Regions from separate parts of the Sus scrofa genome. Here region 1 is linked to region 2. The links are chromatin contacts, called in public Hi-C maps. All regions are on one chromosome and are shown on one strand. The core of a region is the stretch at or near the end of the contact, and the rest is flanking DNA. Distances in the headings are between cores, read along the strand shown. Region 1 overlaps TJP2 (tight junction protein 2). Region 2 holds the start of FXN (frataxin, mitochondrial).

The links. A called contact is a pair of places that touch in the nucleus more often than the background predicts.
Region 1: a Hi-C map of liver shows a contact between it and region 2, with 3 times the contacts expected there. The contact joins the enhancer-like site here to the promoter of FXN in region 2. A contact is called at or near these places in 4 of 5 promoter capture datasets (fetal liver, fetal skeletal muscle, liver and 1 more), 31 of 47 Hi-C or Micro-C datasets (adipocytes, adipose tissue, alveolar macrophages and 18 more) and 2 of 2 datasets of contacts at active chromatin or transcription factors (alveolar macrophages and skeletal muscle).

What each region holds. Positions count from the first base shown.
Region 1 is chr1:222,538,261-222,544,287 of Sscrofa11.1, reverse strand. All of the region lies in intron 2 of TJP2 (tight junction protein 2), which reads right to left. Among named protein-coding and RNA genes, the nearest start is that of TJP2, 67 kb to the right of the region's middle. Within about 2 kb of position 2,652, at least 13 of the 83 cell types and tissues checked have an H3K27ac peak or open chromatin away from gene starts, as enhancers often do. A contact at or near this core is called in fetal liver and liver, where this site is marked.
Region 2 is chr1:222,408,441-222,414,918 of Sscrofa11.1, reverse strand. FXN (frataxin, mitochondrial) reads right to left here and starts at 2,434. Exons shown (of 7, transcript XM_021064638.1): 1 at 2,227-2,434. The coding sequence starts at 2,394.

The sequences.
Region 1 (6,027 bases), core at 1,403-3,902, 130 kb before region 2:
GATTCCAGTTCAGTCCCTGGCCTCCCTCAGTGGGTTAGGGATCCAGCACTGCTGTAGCTGTGGCTCAGGACAACAGCTGTAGCTCCAATTCAACCCCTAATCCTCGAACTTCCATATGCCGCAAGTGCGGCCCTAAAAAGCAAAAAAAAAAAAAAAAAAGAGAGCGAGAAAGAAAAAGGAAAGAGTGCTCATCTAAATATGAGCAACAACCAAAACTTGTCTATGAAAGAATATTCAGGGAAGGACTTTTATCACATCTGCCAAGAGGACTCAAGCTTCTGCTTTCCTAGCCGTTGGGACTGGGGGAACAGACAGCTGCACCACAGGCTGAGCTCTCTCCAGCTGGTCTGGTCTGTCAGTGAATCCCAGTTTGTCACCAACCAGCTATAAAATTTCTAAGTTCTCTGAACATCAAGGGTGGTGTGAAGATCAAAGACTCTTGTGAAGATCAAGTGAGAATTTTATGCAGAAATTTTTACAAACCATGAAGTTTCACACAAATCTACTTCCTTAATTAAAGAAATCTCACTCTTAAAAAAAAAAAAGGCAACTGTGGTAATGTTTCATGAGACATTTTTTAAATATATGGCATTTAGTCACTTAATACTTGAGTATCTACTGTGAGTCAGGCTTTGAAAACAAAGGCCTATGGGCATTGTTAAGCATAGCCCCCCACCCTCACAGGATGCTTTTTTTAGGATGTAGAAAGGCCTAGAACAGTCCAGAGAACAATGGCAGTTAATGTGTACTGAACTGGGGTATCCGTTACTGATCTGTCTATCGGCCTTTCCAAATCCCCTGAGTCAGAGGAACATCATTAATTCCTCCCCTGCCCGACATTTCTTCAAGACTTCAACCATGACAGTGATTTATCATAACTTTAAAGTTTTCCCCAATAGGAAAGAATGAACTGTTTGCAAAATAGCCAACAACTGGGAAATACAACCAACAGTATTTGTTCCCAAGCTGGAAACCCAGGGCATAAATAAGAATATCCAAAACCTAGAAAGCAACGTTTTATCATAGAGGGACATCTCACTTTTAGGGCCTTTCTACACCCCCAAAATAAAATGTGTTTTGATGTACACTTTCTCCGTTTTCTTGTACTTAAGTTACTGCTTAACCGGGAGGACGTCTACATTCATAACTTCTCAATTGGCCCCTGTTAGCAGTCACCTTCCTAGACCGAAACCAGAAGCAAATCACCCCTTCAGTCCTCAGACTCACCCTCTTCTCCATCCAGCTTTCCCACAGCCAAGAGGGACCCCAGACAAGAGCGTCCTTATAAAGCCAGAATTTTTCACAACCCAGCATCTGACATACCTATTCCCAGATGGAAGAAGAATAGGCCAGAAACCCAGCACCCTGTTTTTGGAAGTTCTAAACCAGGGCGGAGCAAACACTTTCTTAAGGGGCCACATAGTACACATTTTTGGCTCTGCAGGTAAGAGGATATTACCTCTTATACAACCATTTCAAATGTAACCATTTAGGGAATTCCTGTCGTGGCGCCGTGGTTAACGAATCTGACTAGGAACCATGAGGTTGTGGGTTCGATCCCTGGCCTCAATCAGTGGGTTAATCAGCATTGCCATGAGCTGTGGTGTAGGTCACAGAGCCGGCTTGGATCTCACATTTCTGTGGCTCTGGTGTAGGCCGGTGGCTTACAGCTCCGATTGGACCCCTAGCCTGGGAACTTCCATATGCCGCAGGAAGGCCCTAGAAAAGGCAAAAAGACAAAAATAAATAAAATAATCAATCGCTGGCCTCGCTCAGCGGGTTAAGGATGCAGTGTTGCTGTGAGCTGTGGTGTCCCAGACTGAGCTTGGATCTGATCTTGCTGTGGCTGTGGTGTAGGCCAGCAGCTACAGCTCTGATTTGACCCCCATCATGGAAACCTCCATATGCCAAGGGCGCAGCCCTAAAAAGACAAAAAATAAAATAAAAATTAAAAAAATGAAACATAACCATTTAATCCAGCGTGTCACTACAGCAGCTGGGGTTGCTGCTGTGGTGTGGGTTCCATCCCTGGCCGGGAGAACGTTCACGTGCTATGTGCCACAAGAGGGCCTCCCTCCACCACCACCAAAAAAAATGCAACCGTTTAAAAAGGTAGGAACAATTCTTGGAGAGCAGGCAGGAAAAAATACACCACCACCACCCAACCAACAAGGCAGCTGGCTGTAGTTTGCTAACCCCTAGTCCACATTTCTGCAAAATTTAGTTAATTGACTGCTAACAGATGTGCAGGTATCTGTCCACCAAGACACAAAGTTTACCCAGCAAGGTGCTCACAACTAGCACCGAGGGAGGTTCACACACTTGATTCCTGCTTTCCTCCACCTTGATTTTTTCACTTCTATCTTCAATAAGCCTTCGGACTGTTCTCGGCATCCAGACACTATTTGGGGATAACCTTGTTTCATTTGCTTGTTTCTGTCTTTACTTAATGAGGGCTAAGTCATTAGTGGGTGCATAATCCAAAAGTCAGGTCAATTCAGAGTGAACTACACTTGGTTTCTGGTAGCAATGGAATGTCTCTGGTTATATTTTACCTTGGGAAAAAAAAAACAAACCTGAACTTGTTCTCTGTTTCCAATCATATACTGCAGGGGAAGCTGGCCTGAGATCAAAATCCTGCTTCAGATAATCCTGCAAGTGGATAATTAACTACAGGTGGTAGCATTATCAACCTGCATGTTGGGCAAGACACTGTGTGAAAAAATGTGTTACACACAAAGAAGTAAAAGCCTTGGCTCCTGATCTCAAGCTGGGTTGCTGTCTGTGCACTCTCACAAAAAGACAGTGACGATTTGGCACCCACAGCCCCAAGGCAAATGCCACTTGAGGAGAAATTTTTATTTTATTTTATTTTATTTTTTTTTTGTCTTTTGTCTTTTTTGTTGTTGTTGTTATTGTTGCTATTTCTCGGGCCGCTCCCGCGGCATATGAAGGTTCCCAGGCTAGGGGCTGAATTGGAGCTGCAGCCACCAGCCTACGCCAGAGCCACGGCAACGCGGGATCCGAGCCGCGTCTGCAACCTTCACCACAGCTCACGGCAACGCTGGATCGTTAACCCACTGAGCAAGGGCAGGGATCGAACCCGCAACCTCATGGTTCCTAGTCGGATTCGTTAACCACTGCGCCACGACGGGAACTCCCTCTTGAGGAGAAATTTTTAAAAGAGAGGGTGAAAACACTAGAAGTTTCCACTGCCTACCATGAAGTCTGTCTGACTCAGAATCCGGTCAGAAATATATATCCAGCCTTTGTCATGGCTGAGCTTAGAACCAAAAATCAACACTTCAAATAGTGTCAGCCTTAGTAGGCTATCTATGAAAGTTCATCAAACTCATCAATTCTGGGTCTTGGGGGGAAGAAAGCCATGTAGTGAAGCAGTGAAGAAAAGACAAAAGCACTCTTAATTCCAGGGGGGACAGGAAAGAAACAGTTTGCACTTAGAAGCTTCCAACTCTTTTTACCCCATGGGCTTGGCTGCTCTGGTTTTCAATATCCTCCTACCCTAAAGCATCCAAAGGTGAACCCCCAGGACTCCATAACATCTGCTCCATCACCAAAATTCCCTCTCTATCTGTACCATCAACAGGAATTCAACAATATATTCCATCTCAGCTAGATAGCACAAAGAGCTGACCTACTTCACACTAAAGTGTGAATGTCTGGTAACCTCTTAGAGGTATTTGATGTTTTTCAAAGGATAGACTCTTACCCTGAGAAAACTTGTGATGGGATTCTCATCCTTAACAGGGATGTTCCCCAAAAAAGCAGCACATCTAAGACGAATGTTCTTCTGAATCCCACAACCATATACTTGGTAGCCACAACAAGTTTTTCTTAACATGAGCAACAACTGTTTTCTGTGGGAAACAGCCTCTAGTTAGTCAATTCTAACTAGAGGCTGTAGACTTGAAGAGACTCTGTTTCACCTGGCAAGACAGTCTTAACATTTCTGTAACAACTGTGATTTAAGTTAGTTGTCTATGTAATCTACTTACCCGTAAGGCTGTGTCTCACTCATCTTAGTCTTTGGGGGTGTCCTACAGTAATGGACACACATGGGTCACTTAAGAATGAAAACACCTCTTAAAAACATTGATATGTTAATCGCAACTCACAATTCCCTAGAGGAAAATTTCCATATATTACTACTGTATAGCATAGGGAACTATATCCAACTTCTTGTGTAGAACATGATGGAGAATAATATGAGAAAAAGAATGTGTGTGTGTGTATATATAGGTATGTGTATACACACACACACACACATATATATGACTGAGTTCCTTGGTGTACAGCAGAAATTTTCACAACATTGTAAATCAACTATACATTAAAAATTTCTTTCAACCCCTTGCCTGGGAACCTCCATATGCAGCAGGTGAGGCCCTAAAAAGATCAAAACAATAAAAAGAGAAAAAAGCTAAAAACAACCACCCCAAAAAATTTCTATATACTTTCAGTGATAATGTGTAAAATCCTACAAATCAACAGAGGGCTGCTATTTTCTTTTATTTCTCTGCTCATCTGATTCTAAAAAGCAGAGGCTGGTGGAATGGAAAAAATCTACAGGTTTCAAGTGAATTAAATGGACTTTGGCTCAAATTCCCACCCTGTCACACACGCCATGTGACATGAACAAGTTGCTTAACATTTCTGAACCTCAATGTCCTCACCTATGAAATCAGGTTTTAACGTCTACGCGCTCACTTGGTGGGGAGGACTCGATGAGGTCTATACCAGGGCTAACATGCATCACCCACAAGGCTTCCTTCTCTCACTTCACTAGAGAAAAGCCTGACCTGAGCCCCCACAGGATTAGACATTTTACAGAAACACCAGGAGTTGTGCTGGACACTTGAGAGCAAGCCAATGAACAACTGAGAGAAAACACAGCTGGACCAATCTCATTTCAGTTTTTGTGGGACTTCTCCGTTCTCTTCCTTTCACCTTCCCTCATTTACTGAGCAACTATTCTGTGCCTGGACTAGTAATGCCAAGAACCAGACTTGTCCCCGGAACTCACAATCCACCCGCCAAGGTTAAAAGTGACACCCCTAGCAACATGAGACAGAGTCCAGGCCTCGCTGAAAACACACTGCTCTTCTGAAAGGATAAACACATACACTGAAGTTTATATCTAGCTGAGGATAGTGTTTGCGGTTCTAAAACATTTTTCCAAGCATTTGTTTTTTTTGTTGTTGTTGTTGTTGTTATTGTTTTGGGGGCCGCACCTGCAGCATATGGAGGTTCCCAGGCTAGGGGTCCAATCAGAGCTGAAACTACACTGGCCTACACCACAGCCACAGCAACACAGGATCTGAGCCGCATCTGCCATATACCCCACAGCTCACAGCAACACTGGATCCTTAACCCACTAAGCGAAAGCAGCGATTGAACCTGCGTCCTCATGATGCTAATCAGGTTCAGGGGTTCTCTAACCTCTGAACCATGATGGGAACTCCAAGCATTTGTTTTGATTAAGCTCATTTCAATTAAAAAGCTTATGGGTGGGGGGATATGAAAGCTTATGCTGCTTCTCATGAAGATAATGGATGTCCATGTAGCAGACTACAAAAACAGAGCCAACATATCCAAATGGGAAGAGATGAAAGAGACACGCAGACAGACAGACATGACAGCACCCTAGTTTCTAAGGACAATCAGCTGCATAAATCATTATTCCAAATATAAAGCCAAAAGGGCAAAGCTGATGATTGTCTGGAATGATACGACTGCTGTTCTCTCAGGATGGTTCACTGCTGAGGATATAATCCAATCAGGTCAACATTTCTATGGAATCATCCAATCACACTCAAAGACAACTTCGAGCAATGCAAATGTTACTCAGAGCTTATTACTACACTAAGCCAAAGGAGCTTCCTTCCCCCCCAGCAACATGTGTACTCTCCTTGGCTCCTGTTCTATTAATAGGCCAGAGAGACTCTTTAAGGCAGAGCATACTGACTGCAAATATTCTGAGGTGATAAACAGCAAAAACATTACCAA
Region 2 (6,478 bases), core at 1,185-3,684:
GTCTATATTTTTTTTATTTTTTGTCTTTTTAGGGCCGCATGCACGGCATATGGAGGTTCCCAGGCTAGGGGTTGAATTGGAGCTGTAGCTGCTGGCCTAAGCCACAGCCACAGCCACACGGGATCCTTAACCCACTGAGCAAGGCCAGGGATTGAACCTGTGTCTTCACGATGCTAGTCAGATTTGTTTCCTCTGAGCCACGATGGGAACTCCTTGATGTCTGTTTTGAAGCAGGTCAGCAGAAGTGTGGGGAGGGAAGAGGTCAGAAACGAAAATCCTGTCCTTGCCCCAAAGAGTAGCTGTCTTTCTCTGCCTGAGGGAGGCAGATGGAGTTCATGGGGGGAAGGCGGTATCACGAGTGCTCCCCCAAAGCCACCCAGGTCACCCGGAGCCCTTGGACCATGTGTTGGCGGTATGTCTGCCTACTCAAGTCACCAGGGTTCAGTGATGCAGTCAGCTCAGCACAGGGCTGGCTCAAGGGAGACCTTGGAGGGAATACCAGATAGTTCTAGGCCCACAGGCTTGAGCTCAGGCCCTGGAACCACATGACCCAACAAAGGCAGAATCCTGCTGAGGCCTGGCCTGATGGCCAGCAGGGAGGCCAGCCTTCCCCCACGGGTCCCCTTGGTCCCCTGGGCCTTGTCAAACCACAAGCTTGAAGTGTGAATGGGTTGTCCTCCAGTACTGGGGAAGACGTAGCAGTACAACCACTCTTTGCATCAAGTGCGTGGAACGTTTGCCAGCCCCTCGCTCAGCAATGCCAGGCTGAAGACTTCACCCCAAAGGCAGTTCTGTCCACTCACAGGAATGCCCACTGCAGCACCACTGTAAGAGCAGCCTATAGGACTCAACCGGAGCCTGGACAAGGTGGAACATACTCACCCAACCGGCATGATCCAGCAGAGAAAGCAAATAAATGGACAGCGGCATGATCCAGCAGAGAAAGCAAATAAATGGACAGCTGTGTGCATCAACAAAATCTCAAAACTGACACTTGATCACAAGGAGCAAGTCTCAGCAGAATAAACACAGCAACAAGTCTGTGTTCTGCAGAAGGGAAGTGTGGGACCTGTGTGGCTATAACCGCCTAGTTTTCCTGAGAAGAGGGGAGATCCACGATCCCAACTTTGAGTGTTGGCAACCTACCCCAGTGTTTCTTCACAGAAGGCCAAATAACACATGCCAGTGGGAGGTTTAAGCGGAAAGTCCAAGTTCCGGAGCTCCACCAACACTGTGTGTTGGATTTCACCTGCCACCTCCATCACCAAGCCCATCCGGTCACCAGCCACTTAGAGCTGATCTCTAGTCCGCTGCCCAGGCCTTTGCCCACAAGGTCTTCTCCTGAAGGCCAGCACGGCTCCCTAACATCATCAGACCCGGATTAAACATCCTCCCAGGCAGCCTTAATCCCACAGCTTTTCTTTGGGCTTCCTCCTTTCTAGTCGTGGAGTAACTGGGTCAGATATTTCTTTTGTATCCTCGGGGGAAGAAAGTGAACTGCTGAAGACTTTATATATGTTAATTAAACCTCATGCCTGCTTGGCAAAATGGGAATCTCCTCTTCATGGAAAAGGAAGCCACGCCTCAGAGTTCCCAGGATCCCCCGAAGGGTCACCCACCATGTGGAGTCGAGGAAGGAGCTAGAATTTGGAACCCAGGCCCAATCTAAAAGCCCCGCTGCTCCAGTGACTGTGCTCTGAAAGCTTGACATCTTCACGTCGCTCGATGAAAGCATTTTTGTTCATAAAAGCCCATGCCTAAAAAAATCACTCTGATAGTATACATATTTATATAATATACTATTATATTGATATATATTTTATTGAAATAGTCCTATGTACTGGGTACTAATAGTACAGATAATATACATATAGGAATATTACAGTAACTAGCACTTAATTATTACTTAAGTTCTCGCAAAGAGGTGACAAGCTTAGAGTCACCCCTGGTCCCTAAGAGCCGACCCCGTGCACCTTCCCTGCCTTTGCCCGCGCAGTTCCCGCAGCTGAATTGCAGGAAAAAACAGTCTCTTTTCCCCGGAAAGCGGAAGCCAGTACAAAAGACTCTCTGAGAAACCAAGACTAGGGGTCTCACCGCAAGGTGCCGCCGCCTCCCGCCCCCGCCCGAACGCGGCCCCAAAGGAGCGGGTGCGAGCGCGCGTTCCCGGCGTGCGCGGCCTCCTTGTTCCGGCGTGTGGCCCTGTCGGCTGCCGGCGCAGATACTCACCGACTGGTTGCGTGCGCGGGCCGCGGCGGTCCCGGTGCGCAGACCCCGGCAGCCATAAGGCTGGGGATCTTTCGTCGGCCGCGGAGCCCCGGCGCGGGCCTGGGCAGAGCCTCGGGGCCCGGAGCGGGGAAGGAAGCCGGCAGCCGCTCGGCGTCCGAGCGTCCACATGTCCCTCGCGATCTGCAGCCGCTCCGCCCTCCTGCTCGGGGGAAGGCAGGCGCCACCTGGTGGTCACGGGTCGCAGCCGCAGGCGCGAGCTCCCCTTTTCTGTGGGCTTGGGAAACGGCCAGATGTTACACTTTAGGAAGAACTTGCCAGCCTTGCACCACCTCTGCATTTAACAAAAATAGAGAGGCTGCTTTGTGCAAGGCAGAGGGCTTATCCCTTGGGCAACATAGTGAATGCAATACTAAGGTCCCCAACTCCAAGACCAGCTTAGTGACCTGCTGCTCCAGAATTTTATGCAGAAAGGATTTGGGAACTGCAGTTTTGCTGTGAACTGGACGGAATTCAGGTCTTGAAGCTGCTTGGCCGCCCGTATAAATTATAGCAGAAGAGTGCAGACAGGAAACGGATTGCTTGGTTTAAATTTGAACTCTGCCTACTTCCTACCTGTGTGACCAGTGAGGAAGTTAATTAACCTCTCTGTGCCTCATCTGTAAAATGGGGTATAAAAGTCTCTACTTCATACGGTGGTTGTAAGGATAAAATGAGTTAATCCATGTAAAGTTTTCTTGGAAAGGCCCTTAATCCTGTTAAGCCCACAATAAATATTAATATGTTAATACATTTTAAAAGAAAATTCTAGGAGCTTCCGTTATGGCTCAGCAGAAACAAACCTGACAGTATCCTTGTGGATGTGGGTTCAATCCCTGGTTTTGCTCAGTGGGTTAAGGATCTGGTGTTGCAGTGAGCTGTGATGTAGGTCAAAGACGTGGATAGGATCTGGCATTGCTGTGGCTGTGGCATAGGCAGCTACGGCTCTGATTTGATTCCTAGCCTGGGAACTTCCATATGCTGCAGGTGAGGCCCTAAAAAGACCAAAAATAAGTAAGTAAAAATAAAAGAAAATTCTACTTAGTTTGTGTATTGCAAAGGAATACAAATTATGGAAGTTCTTTTATATTTGAATATATGCTTTAGAAAATGTCAACTATGCATACTAGAGAATATCATCTTTATGGGAAAGATAGTGGATAGAGGAGATACAAAGTGTCAAATTTCTTCCAAAGCCATCTCAGTATTTTATGAACAGAGGAGATAAAACATCTGTATAAATAGGATAATGACAAGTGTTAAAGAAGAACATGAACTACTGGGTGTTGGTGTTGCACGGGAGAGCATATACAAGTAGGGGTGGGGGCAATCAAGGACGTCGTCATGGAGGAAGTGGCAGGGCCTTGAAAAAATAGGGTAGAGGAAGTGGGATTTGACTGCCTATCTGACAGGGTATTCTTTTGGATCTGAGATGTTCTCCTGTATTCAATTAATTTTAAGCAGCCATATACTGAGCACCTGTTATGTATATGCCAGGCATGGAGAAGTCATTTCTCCCCCATAAAGTATGTGGAAATATTTATGATTGTCACAGTTGGGAGTAGGGTGCATGTGTGTGCTAACGGCATCAAGTGGGTAGAGCCCAGGTATACTGTTAGACATCCTGCTATGCATAGGAAGCCCCCCGCCCCCAACACAGAGTCATCCAGACCAAAATGTCAGTGGTGCCAAGTCTGAGAAGAACCCACTGAAGCCACATGGGAAGAATCCATTGGCGGCAAAGGGAAGTGTGTTGGTTGTTGGCCTTGGCCCCAGGCCCATCCTCACATACTCAGAATGTCAAAATATACTTAGAGAGTTGCACTCTGATTAACCAGCATGCTTAGCATGTTCTGGCATGGAAAGGGCCCAGGCACCTGCTCCAGCTCCTGGCAAAGTTGATACCACTGCCCTTGCCTTTTTGGCCAAGGAAACAGGCTCAGAGGAGCAGAGCAGAGAATATTAAAGCCTCCAAGAATTTGTCCTTCTCCAGATCCTGAGAGGTTGTCAAAGAGAATTGGGCTTACCAGATAAGAGGCTAAAGCCCCATGGCTATACACAGCTGTGGAGGGACCCTGTAGGACCCAGTGCCTTTAGGAATGCAAATTCTCAGGTCTTATCCAGACTCTAGGAGTAAGGCCCAGAAATCTGTGTTTTAATGAGACCTCCAGGGAAATCTAAAGTGCCCTGAGTTTTGAGAACCTGCAGTAGGGTACATTTTGAACACAAATGTGAATTAAGCCAGTGTCACAGAGTGATCTTTTTTTGTATGTGTATGTCTGCATCTGTGGCATGTGAAATTCCCAGGCCAGGGATTGAACCCATATCATAGCAGTAACCAGAGCCACCGCAGTGACACTGCCCCATTCTTAACCTGCTGAGTCATCAGGGAACTCCATGAGGTGATCTTTCTAAAAGTCTAAACCTTCAAAGTGAATCTCACCATTAGTTCCCTTTCCCCACTCAAAGCAAGATATGTGCTTTTGGGGTTCCCATTGTGGCTCAGAGGGTTAAGAACCTTGACATAGTCTCTGTGAGGATGTGGGTTCAACCCCTGGCCTCACTCAGTGGGTTAAGCATCCAGCATTGCTGTGAGCTGTTGTGCAGGACACAGATGCGGCTTGGATCTGATGTTGCTGTGGCTGTGGCATGAGCCAGCAGCTGCAGCTCTGATTTGAACTCTAGCCTGGGAACATCCATATGCTGTGAGTGTGGCGCTAAAAGGGGAAAAAAAAAAAAATGCATGTTCTTTCCACACCCTTCCGTGTACCCTACTCCCTACCCTCCAGGTAATGAGTGCACCAGTTAGGTTTTGCTGAGTATAACAGAGAACAGGAAAATAATGTTTTAAGCAATTCAGAAGTTTATTTCTCTTTCACATCCAAAGATGTTGAGAAATTGGCATCCAGGGTTCTTGGGCAGTTCAGCCAAGTTATGAGAGATCCAGGCCCCTTCCAGCTTTCCACTCTGCCATCTGAGGTGTGGCCCTGGTCCCCATAGTCCAAAATAGCTGCTAGTCGGTCAGCCACCATTTGTGTATTCTAGGCAGCAGGGTGGGGAGAAAGGCATCCTCTCCCATTAAAGGACACATTCTGGAATTTCCACCTAATACTTTTACTTGCATCTGACAGGCTAGAAATTAATCATGTGACCTTACCAAGCTGCAAGGGAATAGGGTCATTTAGCAGCCAATGTGTTCAATGAAATTTTAGAAATCCTGTTATTACAAAAAGGGAGAATGGACATTAGAAGGCATCTGGACATCTTTGCCTTTGCAAACTACTCACAATTCCCAGAACCTGCCATGCTTTTGTTCCCTTCTGGGTCATCCCTTCTGTTGTTCCCTAGTTTTCCATCTCTTTGCCTGGTATGGGAGGCTGGATTTCCCAAGGAGGACCATGTCAATATTTATCCCATCTCACATGGACTCCAAAGGCTTTCATGCTGTATATGCCAAAGGATAAAGCTTCCTCTTAACTCTCTCATTTTGGTTTTTTTTTTTTGTCTTTTTTTTTTTTTTTTTTTTTTTTTTGGTCTTTTTAGGGCTGCACCCTCGGCATATGGAGGTTTCCAGTCTAAGGGTCTAATCGGAGCTATAGCCGCTGCCTATACCACAGCCACAGCAATGCAATATTCAAGCTGCATCTATGACCTACACCACAGCTCACAGCAACAGCAGATCCTTAACCCATTGAGTAAGGCCAGGGATCAAACCTGTGTCCTCACAGATGCTAGTCAGGTTTGTTAACTACTGAGCCATGACAGGAACTCCTCATTTGGGGATTCTTGCTCTGGGGACCAGCCAATATGTTCTGAGGAAATCCGAACTAGCCGAGGCAGCGACCACATGGAGAGGAAGCGAGACCCCCAGTCAACAGTCAGCGTCAACCACAGACAAATGAGCGAACCTGTGTTCAGATGATTCCAGCTCCAGCCTTTTTGGGTCATCTAGCCCAGGCCCCAGATACCACGCAACTGAGGCAAGGCATCCCCGTCGGGCCTTGTCTGAATTCCAGACTCACAGACTCTATGAGCATGCAAGATGTGGGCCTGGGTGTAAGCCAGTATGTTTTGGGGTAACTTGTTACATAGGTGTGACGGCTGGATCATGTGACTATCTCCTCCTCTTCCTCTGGGATTCAACCTAGATGTCCCATGTGACCCTTCCCACAGCCTTTTCTGAAACCAGCCTCTCTGTCCCCAAAGTGTGTCTTAG